2 separate regions of the Gasterosteus aculeatus genome follow, and region 1 is linked to region 2. The links are chromatin contacts, called in public Hi-C maps. All regions are on one chromosome and are shown on one strand. Each heading gives the region's core, a stretch centred on a gene start, on an enhancer-like site or on the middle of the called end of the contact. The rest is flanking DNA. Distances are from core to core; before and after follow the strand shown.

Region 1 (7,431 bases), core at 3,598-6,097, 45 kb before region 2:
CTCCCTCCCCTCCATTCACGCCCTCCCTTCTTCCAGGGCTAAAACAAAGCGCGGGGCTGAAAGGGCTCTGAGGTAGGTAAATGTATTCAGTGACAACGGCCGGATGATTCCCTTCTGCGGCAGCCCTGTAACATTTGTTTCGGGCCTTGTCTGAGGGCAGGGACAGCGTGTTTGGCCTTTTGTCCCACGTGCCCTCTGCCCAGCCCTGCAGTTAATGGTGGCCTTGTCCTAAGCCGCCGGAGCAGAAACCTGCAGCCCCGCGGGACGGGCGGACACGGTGACACGGGAAGCGGGAGAGGGACATGGGAAGCGGAGGAGGGTCGAGGGGGCTGTTGGGGTGTGGGAGCTAACCAGCCGGAGAGCGCACCTCGAAAGGAAGGAGTTTTTGCAGGACGAGCGGGAGGATGATGCGTTACATTTACAAACGAACGCGGTCAACTTCATATATGTAAATCCTAAGATATCCGTTCCTCTCCTCTCCCCCTCATCTCCTCTCAGCTTATCGCCTCGCCCCGCCTCCCCTCTCATCTCGTCTCCTCCCTTCTTATCTCCTCTCCTTGCTGACACAATACCCACAAGCCTTTTTTCACCCGCTATGAGTGACAAGCGGTGCAGCCGAGTGGCCAGGTGCTCATTGAGAGGGTGAACTGGATCCATGGAGAGCATGGAGGGGGCAGACGTCCTGCTGTCTGAAGAGGGTCCCCAGCATTGGGCAGTGAGGGTCCTACCGGCCGCTTGAGAGAGCATCTCCACTCGTGTTTTGTGCTTCTCTCTCGCTGAGCGAGGAGCGGCCTTTAGGGCAAAGAACTATTCCACACTTGACTTCAGTAATCTGCTGCAGCGGAAGAGCCGCGGCCTCTGTTGATCTGAGAGGAGTGCCAAGCCGTGGTGTTTTTTATTAAGTTGCTGTTGTTGTTCGTTTTCAACACGAACAGTTGCCTGCAACATATTAATCAACATCTGCCAGGGGAGGCTAAAAGTGATCAAGGTTGATTTAGACAACAGCAACTCGTTGGCTAAACTTTGCTGAGGTAATTCTTAAAATATCAGTTGCTGCCTTTGCTGAAAATGTGGTTTATTTTCATCACTCACTATGTATTGGTTTAAGATTTACGTAATCAATACGGGAGTATGAAGTCTTTCTAATACTCAAAGTAAAAGAACATGAGTATTTGCCACAAAATGAAAATACTTAAAGTATCAAAATATATGAATAACGGCAGTCGAATAAAAATAGCACAACTAGTGTAATGTTTTATTAGACTAGTTGTGGTAGTTGTGTATATGTTGCTGTATTGCTACTGAATTAACTCAAATAATTTTAAGGTAAATTTGTAATTTAATCATTTAAAGTAATGAAGTTTGAGTGAAAGTATAATACAAAATGAAAAGGAAACTCTCGAGGAAAATACAAGTACATCCATCAACATGAGTAAACGTTTGCATTCCACCACTGACCATAAAAGAAGAAAATATATTACATAAGTAAGTTGTTGCAGGATAAGACATCAGCATCAAATATTTTGAGTGTTTCACATCAGGTGTATATTTTTATGCAAGTTAAAATTTTAATTACTTCATAATCAGGTATAATCATGTAGAACAAACTACTTAGGTACATTGAGTGAAATTGCCCCAACTATTGTGACTCTTACAACAATTTAGTATTAGTTCATTTATTTTGTTACTAGTATATTTAGTATTTTAGTATATTTATTTTTGTTTTATTTATTTATTTATTAAAATAGAATTTCTTAACTAGAAGAATATACTGCATTTGCTAGTCAAATAATCTTGTTTTTCATACTTCCCTATAAGTCCCCATGGATTCCGTTAATACGTACGTCTTAACTTCTGTGTATCGGGAAAATGTTGTTTTTATAGAAAATGACTATAATGAATAAATTGCACCTTTCTACAACAGACCGCAGTTGATTGTTGAACTAAGCTTTATTGAAAATGTCACCCGTCATTCTTGCTGAGTTTTTGTTTCCATGAATTCACTCAGGCATTGAAATGACCTTCTGCCAGGAATCCCAGGATTCCCACAAGAGTTTTTGTGCCTTTGTGTGTAACCGTGTGTGTGTGTGTGTGTGTGTATTCATAAGACCCAAAACTCAAATCCACATTACTCTCTCGCAATGTTGGGCAACAAAATCAGCTCTTGTATTGGGGGCCACCACTACAAACTGTCTGTGAGGGGATTAGGGGCTCCTTGACCGCTCCTTCAAACACACACCCAGCATTGCCGCCTCGATTATGACCATTAGATGCCTGGAAAATGAGACTGAGATGAAAGGAGGGAACACTGAGGGCTTTTCCCAGGGATGAATTTGACCACACGTCAAGCAAAAATGAATCTGTAATCCAAAACCCTACAAAAGCCGTAGTGGGAGCTGTCCTAGAGTGTTGTGCTAGCTTGCTGAGAGAGGCTTTATGTTTCTATTGCCTTCATTGTGCCCGAGAGTGCCATAATAATGATTAAAGACTTTAAAGGCGAGATTAAAGTGACGACAACGGCAGCTTAGTCTGTGAAGTAATTTAGAGCAGTTGAGCAGGTTCTTTAATGGGAAAATTCCTCTGAACAACAGTGAAAAGGACACAGGACTCAATGCATGAGGACAAGGGCGTCCTCAGATCAAGCTGGCACTGTGATATACAAGCATGAAATGTACGCACACATGCCCACTCACACACACACACACACACATGCGCAGCAGAGGGGCTGCAGGCGGTGCAAGGTGGTCCCGTATCATCACAAATATCTGACGTGCTTTAGGCCTGAGGTGCGTCAACGCTGCTGGTCTACAGCTACCTGAAGGATGGGCTGAGATGAAACCTATTGAGTTATTGAAAGGGTCCTTAGAGCCCGCTGGTTCCATATACAAGTTTAAATGTTTCCAAATTAGTTTTCTGTGCATTTCTCTTCAATTCATGCTGTGGGTTTTTTAAAGATTTAACTCGGCTGATTATTCTGTGTTACTTCTATCAACACACACAAGGACAATAACATCAACCTCAGTTGATTAAATCAGTGTTACCATTGAAACCTTTTATCAAATGGTCCTCTTTGTATAGCCGGACTGAGTTTTACAAGTGGCTCCCATGATCTGCACTGCATTTATAGAGCAAATTACAATTTGACTCTCATCACTCATTCACGTACACTCATGCTCACATATGGCCTGAAGCTACTATACAAAGCACCGGCTGTTTTTTTTATATGAAAATGAGGTTTTAAGTCTTGCTACAGGACACTTGAACATGTGCAGCTAGTGATTAAACCACCAATCCGACGACCAGCGGATGACCTCCACCAGCCACACTCACACTCTGAGTTGAGCTATAAATCAACCTCGTTCCATTGCATGATCACAAGTTCTGGGCGGTAACCGAAATGAATAAAATTGTGGATGAAAACCAATCACGTCCTCCGTCTGCCAGATGAGGTGATTTGGGCAGACTCATTTAGGGGAGCCAGAGGTTCAGGGTATAATACAGGGAGAAGTCTATGTCCACAAAGCATATTTTTTAATAGACGCACATGATGATAAAAACTCTTTTGAAAAAAAACAGATAAATATATGACAAAGTTAAAAAAACATCACATGAATGTGTGAAGGCTACAGATGTTCAGCTTTTGAACATCTTTTTCTTACCGTAAGGCGTAATCAGCATTCAGCACGGAGCAATGAAAAAAATGTTTTATAACTGAAATACTACCAAAATGAAAAGCATATTTCACAATGATCCTAAAAATCCTGACTCAAAATCATTCAACCATAACAAGCCTGTACACGGATCACAAATCAAATGCACATTTTACTTACATTTTACTGCCAAGTCTACCCCACCCCACCCGCAGCCCAGGATTCCCCTCGAATATCCCCTAATTCCCAACTGGAGCCGATAACAAAGCCGGACGGGATGCCAACAAAGCCCCAGGAGATTCCGAAATATCCAGCTCCCTCTCCCCCTACGGCAGAATAACTCCCTCTCTAGCCAGAACTCCTTGTTTGTTCATCTCAGGCCAGACAATATGTGTTGCAGAGAAGGTGAAACTCTGCGCTGATGGGCCCTCAGGGACTGGTGCTCATCACAGGTTCGGGATAAAGGGAGACGGCGAAGGTAACTCAAGCATGGAAACGAGAGAAGGAGTGAGACCGGAGTTCAGTTCCCTCTGCACGTGGCGCCCACACCTCCAGGCGCAGGTGTGTTTTTCCTCTCTGCTGGGAAGTTTTACTGAGTGCATCAGCATCTTTAATAATCGTCCTTTGGAATTCCTCTCAAACTCTAATCATTGTTAAATGTCAGAGCATTTTTCCTGTCATTCAATACAATGTAACTTTCATAAGGTTTCAGTGTCACACTGTTTTCCCGCCCAAATCCTTTGATCTCCTTCAGATGGTCTAGGAGACATTTTTCCGTTGATTTCTTAAAAACTTTCACTTGCAATTTAAGTTGTTGCGTTGATCTTAGTGGGTCTTTCTAAATGAGAAGAACTACAACAAATGCAAACATGTCTGTGTGCAGCTTCTTTGTGCAACTTAAATTTGATGAATAAAAATACAATTAATATTTTCCCTCCTATGTGTATTGAAATGAGAATGGGTCGTGAGATCTTTCACCCTATGTGCTCAGTATGTATCACTGCAAAAGCCTGTCAAACATGATGCAGGGATCAAGTTTTCAAGATTCAAGTGTTGACAATTTTTACATCAAATAGTAGCAACAACACAAAATCCAAAAAACGCATTTTAATGTATGTGATGAACTGTGAAAATGTTCAATTTAAAATAATGCATGCGTTACATGGAGTAGCACTGTAATGATGATGTACAACTCTTATCCTGCCCGTGGAAATAGTAGAGCTGAACATGCTGTTCGTACCTCCACCACTAGAGGGAGGTGTTGTCTCTGAATGCTTATGCTGGAGGCTGGAGGACTCCGAGGATCAACTCGTGGACGCTTCCACCCAAACACAGCAGTGTCTTCAGCAGATAACATCATGTGCACATGAATGTAGAGCAAAACGTCCCCGGCACAAACGCATTATACATAGAAACCATTGACACTGTAATTTATTAAGCAGCAACTGCTCAAATTGCGGTTGCCTGCAGGGATGAAGGACGTTAATCAGCGTCGTTGGCGTTTCCGCTCAAAACAAAAGCATGTTGACTCCTGAGCTGCTGTCATGCATGCAGACATTGAAGTGTTACTATGTTGTTCTCTTGCTACGTGAAAGTCAAACAAACATCATCTTCCGTTTTTCTTGCAAACATTAGCCAGACTCCGCTTTCACCTGTTTATGCTTGCAAACAATAAACCATTGTATCAATCTGCAGAAAAACACTGAAGCTGACGCACCACTTTTTTTGCAGTACAAATATGATTTCCACTTCCCTCCCATGTTTCCGCCATGCAACTATATCATCAACAGAATCCAGTAGTGTTCTTGCACCCTGAAGGCTGTGCGCATCTTTTGTAGCTGTCAATTCACAGATGTGGACGGTCATCAAAGTGTGCTTCTCCCCCTTGAACGAGGCATCCACACAGCGAGCTACACCCTTCAGAAGTCAGGGGGCCTGTGTTTGCTCCAAGGATTACATTACCACACCAGAGGCCTTCCAGACAGTTACACAGATCACCACCCAAGGTAAAGCCTCCTCCGCTGGTGGGTGCAATGCACAGGTCACGATAGGTCCAGGCGCTTCACGGTGTGTCCCTCTTTTCTGTGGCGTTCCTCCTTCCGGGGGTGTGTGTTGACTCAGATGGGACGAGTAAACAGAACCGGGGTGAAGCCATGTGGGCGCTCCATTCTCATGGAGCCCCGGGTCCAGTGGATTAGGCAAATGCTGGCCCACGATGTCGAGGAGGGGTGGGCTGGGGAGAGGTGGGGGGGGGGGGACGAGGGGAGAAGGGGGGGTTGCGGTGCTGCCGTTCCCTGACAGGAGGTGATGGATTAGGGCTTTGTCAGGGCCCATGTTGGCCTGAGGAACCCAGTGATGAAGGGAGGAGGGAGGCAGAGGGGAGATCAGGGCCCAGGGCGAGCCCAATCCCAGGATCAGCAACATGTTGACAAGGGATTATCCCGTTTGCCGCGTTGCTTCATCTCATAGACGGCCAGGAAGATAGATAGCGAGTGCACGTACAAGCATCCGACCACGAGACCTCCATCAAATGGCACGTGAGGGGACGGGGACGGTGGCACAGATGGTTGCGGTTACAGGTGAAGTAATACTGTGGACATGATTATTCAAACTCTCAAACATCGAGACCGAAAGAAAGTGCAGGTTTTCGGTGTCAATTAATGACTGCTCCCCTTTCTCCCCCTCTGACTTATGAAAATCTGTAAAATCCGCCGCAAGAGTGAGTCGTAGGAATGAAAACCTTCATCATTTTGGTTTCGCTGGCACAGAATTGAGAACGGCCGATTTAACAGCGGCCATAAATCCCACAGGCTTGAACAGGGATTGAGTTACTGTAAGCGCTGGCGATAGCACCCCTCCCTGGAAACGGCGGCGGCATGATATCTCGGCCACATTTACCTCCTTTGTCGAAATGCAAAAACCAGACGGAGTCTTTTTACGGGCTCCCTTTGATACCCGGCACACTTGACCCTCCCTCGGCTGTGATTTAACTGCATGCTCTGGTTTATTTCTGGAAACCTCCTACACTCCTCAGCTTGTTTAAGACGCCTGCCTAAGTGTGCCTCTTGTTTACTTTTCCAGTCGGGACAAACAGTAAAGTTAGGTGATTAAGCATTTGTTTGAGGTCTTGCACACCGCAAGAAAACCACGAGGAACATTTGGAGGATGTTGGTTCTGATGAGTAGTGGGGTGTGGAGGAGAATAAATGACCAACACTTGGCAATATCAACCCCTGGCACCGTCTCCACATCTGTGCTTTGTCAGTTATTAAATGGGAAAGTGGAGTTTTGCCCGCCGGTGTTATTATAAATGACACGGATAATGAGGATACACTCCAGGGAGATCCGCCATTCGCCATTTAACTGCATCCATCGACACTTACACATTCCTCAGAAGATGTATTTTTTTTACGGAGGTGTTCATGAAACATAAACGATTAGTTTAACATAATCACACACTGACAGAGGGGGAGACAAAAAGGGGGAGAGTGAGCTTGTGGGAGATAGTGACTGACATGTGGCAAGGAGGCACCGATCCGTCTCTTGACGAACTTGTCGCCTCACCACGCTCCATGTGTCAGGGCCTGGCACTCTCCCGATGTCAGGCGTGGGTGGCCTCCTGACAAGCGTTGTGTGTGTGTGTGTGTCATGTCCGTCTGGGCTGAAACCGCTCCTGAACACACACCCCCGTAATGACACTGACACGGTGCCATCAGGACCGCCACCGAGCCCAGACAGTCGCGGGAAAACTCACCCTTTATCTCCCTCCTCCTCTCAGCCTT
Region 2 (7,209 bases), core at 3,186-5,685:
TGAGAGGGGGGGCTGCGGCAGCTGCCTGGGGAGGCCCCCGTCTACAGCCCAGCACTGAGGCCTTAAAACATTTCTCTGTGTTTAAGCAGTCCAAAACGGACCCCTGCGCCTCCATCTACGAGGCTTAGAGTGACCCATGCTGATCTTTGTGTGTGTGTGTGTGTGTGTCTGTGTGTGTGAGAGAGAGGGAGAGAAACAGAGAGAGGAAAGAAAGAAAGCATGAGCACATTCACTGTACTTATTGTTTTCCTTGCTCCCAGGCAGCTCCAGGCACCTCGGCGTGTGCGTGCGTGCGTGCGTGCGTGTCTGTGTGCGTGTGTGCGTTTGTGTGAGGGGAAGTAAACGATGTGTGCGGCTGTATCTGGAGAGCCTCCAAACCCCCCTCATCTCCTCTCCTCTCTCCTCCTTCTGTTCTCTCTGCTTGGAGGATCTGTCAGTTCTCCTTCTCTCTCTTTGTCCCGGCTTTGATCCTGCTCTCCAAGCCTTGGCTGGCCTCGCTAACAGCAGCTGAGCACAGGTCCTACTCCACTCCCACTAATAACACACATTCATGCCACGCAGGGAGGATGCATTCGCGCACACACATACGCACAAACACGCACACACATAAACGCTCTCATTTGTTGTTCCACTTACTCCCCCTCTCTGCTCTCGCACACTCCAAAATCTGTAACAGCTCCGCTCATTCAGTGCTTTTCTGTAAGTTGTCAGAGCTTATCGCTTTCACACAACCCTCTGTTTGCTGTAACCCCGCGCTCACACTATGAGCAACTTGGGTGATGGGTCACTCTATTCTGACCGACTGTGGGTAGTGCAAGAGCCTCTGAACGCATGCCATGTAGCCGATTCTGGTAGATTCAGTATATATTTTTTCACTGGCAAATGCAGGCTGTTACACGGCTTGTTATTGATTGACATTAGTGACATTAGTTTGCAATCGTCGCCTTCTTATACTTTTCTTATACTGGTTCGTTGCTTCTTTTTCAGAAACCATAACTACCAACAACAATTCCAGAAATCAGAAGAAACATATAAGATATATAGACAACTCTTCCATTTACACAGAACTGAGCCATCAAGCTGAATGAAGAATGATGAATTGAGATCATAAATACGTAACACACGCAACTATTCACCAGCATCTTCACTCCTGCGCTGTTGCACAAAGTTGTCGAGAACGAGGCGACAGTTGACTGTTTGCGAAAAGCTTCTTGTGTCGTTTCCAAGCTGCAAAGTTCATAGGCTGTTGACACGCAGTGACTGTGCACACATTGGCCTCTCAGCCCCGTAGGAAATGAAAGGACGTCTGGTGACTTGTTGACCATGCCGATCACACCGCGAACTGTTGGATAAGTCCAGTCACTCAACCACAGTGTGGCAGGCTCTTGGGAAAGCCGGCTGCGTCAACACAGTGCCACCCTGAGTTTGGCAGCGGCAGCCAGATGACACCTCAGGGCTGGCCTTGATGCGTCCTGTCTGACTGCCGGCTCGTACTTCCTCCTCCTTTTGCCAGCCTGTAATGAAGCTTATATGCCAGCATAGGCATTTAAACTTCAACTCCAAAGCCCTAAACACGCACACAGACACACACGGCCACACACACGCACACACACTGTCAACCATGGCACCCTCGTGGCATCGGGAGTGCCTACTGGCAGAAGCTCCTTTCACCAATGGCTTACACATTAAGGCATGAGCAGTGGGTGACAGCCGGTTTTGCGAGCAGAGTATCCCACACTTTCACAAACACAAGGCGCACAATCTCCCTGCCTAATTGCATTATTGCTGCGTTATTGCGGTGTGTGGAGGTCAGTGGGCGAGGGGGCTCAATAAAGATATGAGGCCTGGGAAAGACAAGGAGCGGTGGAATGAAAAAAGAGGAAGAGGGAGATAAAAGGAGGAGTGAGGTAAGGAGGGGTGCTATAAAAAAAGAGATAAAAAGAAGAAGAGAGGGAAAAGATCAAGCGGGGTGAGGGGCAGGGGGGGGTCGGTGAAGTGATAGAGGAGAGGGGGGGGGGTCACAGGTAAAAAGAGCGTGAGAATTCGGAGTAAGGACGGTGTGTCCAAAATATAACATGCAAAGCACTCATGCTTGTTTACTTTCCTGCCTGCAGGGCAGACTATTTGTCTTTTTCATCAGTGAAGTATCTCCAAACAGTCACCACGTGATCAGACGCTTTCACAACGGAGAGCTGTGTTCCTTTTTTTTAGTCCGCCTGTTTTCCCACAGATTTCTAGCCCTACAGGAGTTGAGACATGGCAACAGGTAACACTCCGGGGACCGACGGCCTCCAGGTGCACCTGGTAGACCCAAAGCTCCGTGACTCACCGGCAAAGAGACCTCCTGCAACATGAGCGTGAGAAAGTCGCTCAGGCGGAGAGCGATTCAAAACCAACACTGCTTCACATCAGCACGTTTGTTTTGGAGCCCCGTCAGTGCCATTGTGCGGGGGGAAATGACTCAGGTGTGCAGCGCACAACAATGAGATATGTTAGTGATGTGTTTGACATGGGAGCGCTGTTGCGCATAAAGCATGTATGGGATTAGAACTGGTTAAGGCACAAGTTCAGACCAGACTGCCTCCTGCCAAAAGTTTGCAGGACGCGTGTGTGTCTCACTTAAATCCTAATTTTAACCAGCCATTTAACGAGAACTCGTCTTTGGATGCTTAAATATGGTCGATTCGATCTCCACAACAGCCTAAAAGCGGCGTCGCCAAATCGTGGTGTGTTTATATGCATTAATGTGTCCAGTCGTCCTTATTTAAACAAACGCTCTATCCGTCAGATCCCATAATGCTTGCTTGTGCCAATTACAGTTCCAACAAATCATAATGTACGACTGCGTGCTCCGGTTCCGTCTCCAAGCATTTATTAACTCCATTCCAGCGCCTCTCGCGAGGTTCAGCCGAGGTTTTGGAGCGGCGCGCAGCTCAGTGTTGCCTATCAAATTCGCGATCTTGCGGCCAGGCGCCGGCGACGCCCCGCAGATCCAGGCGGCAAGCCGGCGAGAGGAGCGCCTTCCCCCGGTCGCCTGCGCGCCACGTGTCGCGGTCTCCGCAGCAGCTGGAGGTGCGTGCGCTCTGCGGAGAGTCGTGCTTCCAGCTACTTGGGAGTAGAAAATGAAGTAGATCGTAATGGATGGATTTTCCCCCGTTATATCAACACCATCGACACGTTTGTATATTTGTCAAATAAACTCGAACGTGTTGAATGTTTGACGGTGGGTTTTTTTGTTGTTTTTTTTTAAACTTTTATTCGGAAAAAGTGAGCCAGAAAGTAGAGTTCCTCGAGGGAAAGGAGGCTCACTTGTTTGTTTCTGAAATATAGAATATCGATGATGTTTTAATCGGTCGACTTCAGTCTTTTCTTGGTGAGGAAGTGTTTTTTTTTTTTCTTAAATTAGTAAAGTTCAGTGAAAGAAAACACAGTAATATTCGGGGAGGAGGCCAATTATCACCTCGGTCTTCACACTTTTAATACCCACAGGACTCCTAAACACAGTGTATAATTTAATTATAATTTGTGATCACAGTCAATAAAAAGTATTTTTTTGAAGCTCTTTCTTTCCTCGGCACTGCTCATTGCGTCTCTCCGAATGCAACAACGATAATTAAACGAAATCAGGACGTGGAATCTTTTTTTTTTAAAGCCTTGAACGCTGTGGGGCGACCATAGGCGGGGAGGAGGAGGAGGAGGAGGAGGTGGTGGAGGAGGAGGAGGCGGCGGCGGCAGCGGTCTGATCGTGTGAGCTCTCCGGGCTCAGAAATATCTCTGCTCTGGCTCACATTCCGATAAGGGAGCCCGCTCCAGCTCTCTCGCTGTGGGCGTGGTTTTCCCAGGCTTTTAAAACAGCAGCTGCTATTTACCTTCCCCTCTAATGTAAACCACCGCCGCCGCCACATACCCCTCCCCCTCCTCCCCCCCTCCACCCCCCTTGGCCCGGCGGCCCCCCGGCAGCCCGGCGGCCAAACCTCCAACCAGCGCCGCTCATAAAACATCCTGGCACGTGCTCCACATTCAACAACACCGACGGGTGATTAAATGTCAAAACGTGCACCGCAGAGTCGGGACTCGCGGTGGTGAGCGGCGTGGAAACGGGAGTGTGCGCGTTTAATGTGATTTCCTTCCCCCCCCCCCCGAGGGGAGGCTAACTTTAACATTTCTCCGTGGGACGTAATCGGTCGTTTTTGGAGGCGACGCGTACCTCGCGTGGGTCTCATCCCGTGGCTTTGAGTTGCGCCCCCCCCCCCCCCAAAAAAACCCTGTTTCATTTACTAATGTCACCACAGCCTGACAGTAACTGTCTGCGACGTTTAGTAGAAAAGAGAACGCAACTGTTGCCGCCTGCGCCTCCAATGCCACATGACTGAAACTGTGATTGCCAAACGACTCCCCACTTCCCGGTCGTGGTTTTTAAACGGCAAACAAGCAGAACCTCCTTTTTTTCCATTTAATGTAGGATACCTACATTCAACGAAAGCAGGAGGGCGACTCTTGTGTGAACGGGCCAAACCATAATCAGCCCAAATGACTTTGATTGTGGGTGTCGAGTGAGATCATCATCATTATGGTGCTGTTAAATGCAAATGTACAGTATTTATAACAGCTGCTATTTTGTGTATTCCGTGTCATTATGTTTTCTGCTCTTATCTCCTGTCTGGGAGATTTAAAAAAAAAAAAAGTCCCCCCCTTGGCCGCTCCTGGTGGCGATGCCAGTCAGCGGCCGCGCTGTTAATATGTAAACGGTACGATGATTGAAGACTGCAGGCGGTTTCCCCGCGCAGGAGCCCCGAACCCGGGCCCCGCACCATTGGCCGTCGGGCTCCTGCGCGCCGGACAACCAATGGGAGGGCGCCGACCACGAGCCGTCCTCCCTTGGGCCGCGTGTCCCTCGCCCTGATTGGTGGAAAGTTACTGTGGGAAAGAAAGTTGGGGAAGTTTCACACGAGCCGTTCGCGTGCAGGGCGAGGTATAAATAGAAGCCACACGCGGGCAGACCGACAGAGAGACTCTGCATCCGCCCGCGTTATCTGCCGCTGCCGCCGCCGCTGCCGCTGCCGCTGCGCGTCGCTCCAACGGATTTTAACTTGATACCATACAAATCTCAGGATTGTTTTGAGGGAGAGGCGGCTTTTTAATATTGAAAATATTCATCATCCGGGTTCCCCCCCTCCTCCCCACACCACTGGATCGTAATTTGCTGTGGTTTTGTTGGATATTTCCGATAAGAAAAAATGCCTTCCGATATGATGGAAAAAACGTCCTCTTCTCCGGTCGCTGCAACTCCGGCAAGCATGAACACTACTCCGGATAAACCCAAGACAGCATCTGAGCACAGAAAGGTTGGTATAATACATGTCCCCTTCCTCTTAAAAACATTTCATTTTGGACATCATTTTGGAGAGACTCCACCTTTCAGGATGGAACAAAGTGAAATCAAAGATACATTCAGCACAGTCAATCTAATATTTTATTTTTTATTTTATCTTCAGTCATCCAAGCCAATAATGGAAAAGAGGAGAAGAGCCAGAATCAACGAGAGCTTGGGGCAGCTGAAAACTCTCATCCTGGATGCGCTCAAAAAAGATGTAAGTACTCACTTAGCGTCCCGGTTATTATTAGATCTCAAAAAGGACCCTGTCAAACATCGGGGAAGCGAGCTCGTAATCCTAACCATGTGTGTCTTCCGACCTCTCAGAGCTCAAGACACTCCAAACTGGAGAAGGCGGACATCCTGGAGATGACGGTGAAGCATCTCCGGAACCTCCAGAGGGCTCAGATGACCGGTGAGTCTCATTTTCCGGACTGATCTCCCCCAAGACCGCGCGCTCTGGGCCGGTTCCAACCATCCCGCTGTGCATATCAATATCCCGAGTTAAATATAGTTTTTTTTTTTTTACCCCCCACAGCTGCACTGAACACCGACCCCACTGTCTTGGGAAAGTATCGTGCCGGTTTCAGCGAGTGCATGAATGAAGTCACCCGGTTCCTGTCCACCTGCGAAGGCGTCAACACCGAGGTCAGAACGCGGCTCCTCGGCCACCTGGCCAGCTGCATGACCCAGATCAACGCCATGAACTACCCCAGCCAGCATCAACACCCGCACCAGCTGCCCTCCGCCGCCGGACCGACCCACCCGTCCTTCGGCCAGTCCATGCAGATCCCCGGCTCGTCCCCGCAGGTCCTGCCCATGAACCCGGTGACCTGCAAAGGAGGCTCGTCGCCGGCTAGTTTGCCGTCGGACGCCACCAAAGTGTACGGCGGTTTCCAGATCGTGCCCGCCACAGACGGACAGTTTGCGTTCCTCATACCCAACGCGGCTTTTGCGCCGAACGGCCCCGTCATCCCCGTTTACGCCAACAACGCGGGCACGCCGGTGCCCCTACCGGCCGCGGTGTCCCCCGGAGCCCCGTCGGGCAACGCGGACTCGGTGTGGCGACCGTGGTGAGAAGTTGGAAATGGGGCCACAAAGACTTAAAAATGACACTTAATAGTTCTCTCTCTTTGTTCATTGTTAGAAAGTTGTTTTGGATATTTTTTTTTCTCGTAAAATGGAAAGAGAATGCACTATATTTGTAAAGCCAACTGGGGAGTAAAGTTCATATTGAAATGAGATTTGTATTGTGGAAGTCCGTTCACTGCATTTTTTTTTATATATATATTTGATTGTCTTTTTTTACTGTGTGATGCCAAAGATATGTTCGATGCTCTTATGATGTTCTTCGTTTTGGAAGACAAATAAATTTGTAAAGATATTGAAAAACACGCGCTTGAGTTGTTTGTTTGGGGAAACTAAAAAATATCTGCTTATTATGTGAAACATAATATGAATCTCCTCCTGTTCATGCATGTTATTTGTTACTTGAGATATAGAATGTACTTGTGCAGAACATTCATGCTGTTAGGTCATACTCACTTTTGAGTGTGCTGTTCAAACTCAACATCAACAAGTGTTTTGTTGGGTCAAAAGTGGACATAAGAGAGATTATAATGTTGAGCCTGCAGCTTCAGTAGCAACAGGTAAATATGAAGTATATCTGGGTATTCAAGACTCTCCTCTGTAGTATTTGTTTATGGTTCACTCTGCAACAAATGGGCTATTACATATAGAATCATTTTAGCAAAACAACCGTTCATGCTCAGTGTTACTGAACCTGCTGTTGTAATTCTGTTTCCTCAGTAATGAAGTCAGGAATGAGACTAGCT

Evidence for each region. A called contact is a pair of places that touch in the nucleus more often than the background predicts.
Region 1: a contact with region 2 is called in a Hi-C map of skeletal muscle, with 9 times the contacts expected there. The contact joins the enhancer-like site here to the promoter of her6 in region 2. A contact is called at or near these places in 6 of 6 Hi-C or Micro-C datasets (blood and trunk muscle, liver, skeletal muscle and 2 more).

Annotation. Positions count from the first base shown.
Region 1 is chr8:14,688,712-14,696,142 of fGasAcu3.hap1.1, reverse strand. No RefSeq gene overlaps it. Among protein-coding and RNA genes, the nearest start is that of her6, 46 kb to the right of the region's middle. Within about 2 kb of position 4,847, at least 1 of the 9 cell types and tissues checked has open chromatin away from gene starts, as enhancers often do.
Region 2 is chr8:14,643,567-14,650,775 of fGasAcu3.hap1.1, reverse strand. her6 (hairy-related 6) reads left to right here and starts at 4,435. Exons shown (of 4, transcript XM_040185057.2): 1 at 4,435-5,345; 2 at 5,496-5,591; 3 at 5,702-5,789; 4 at 5,913-6,766. The coding sequence starts at 5,238. The coding sequence ends at 6,451.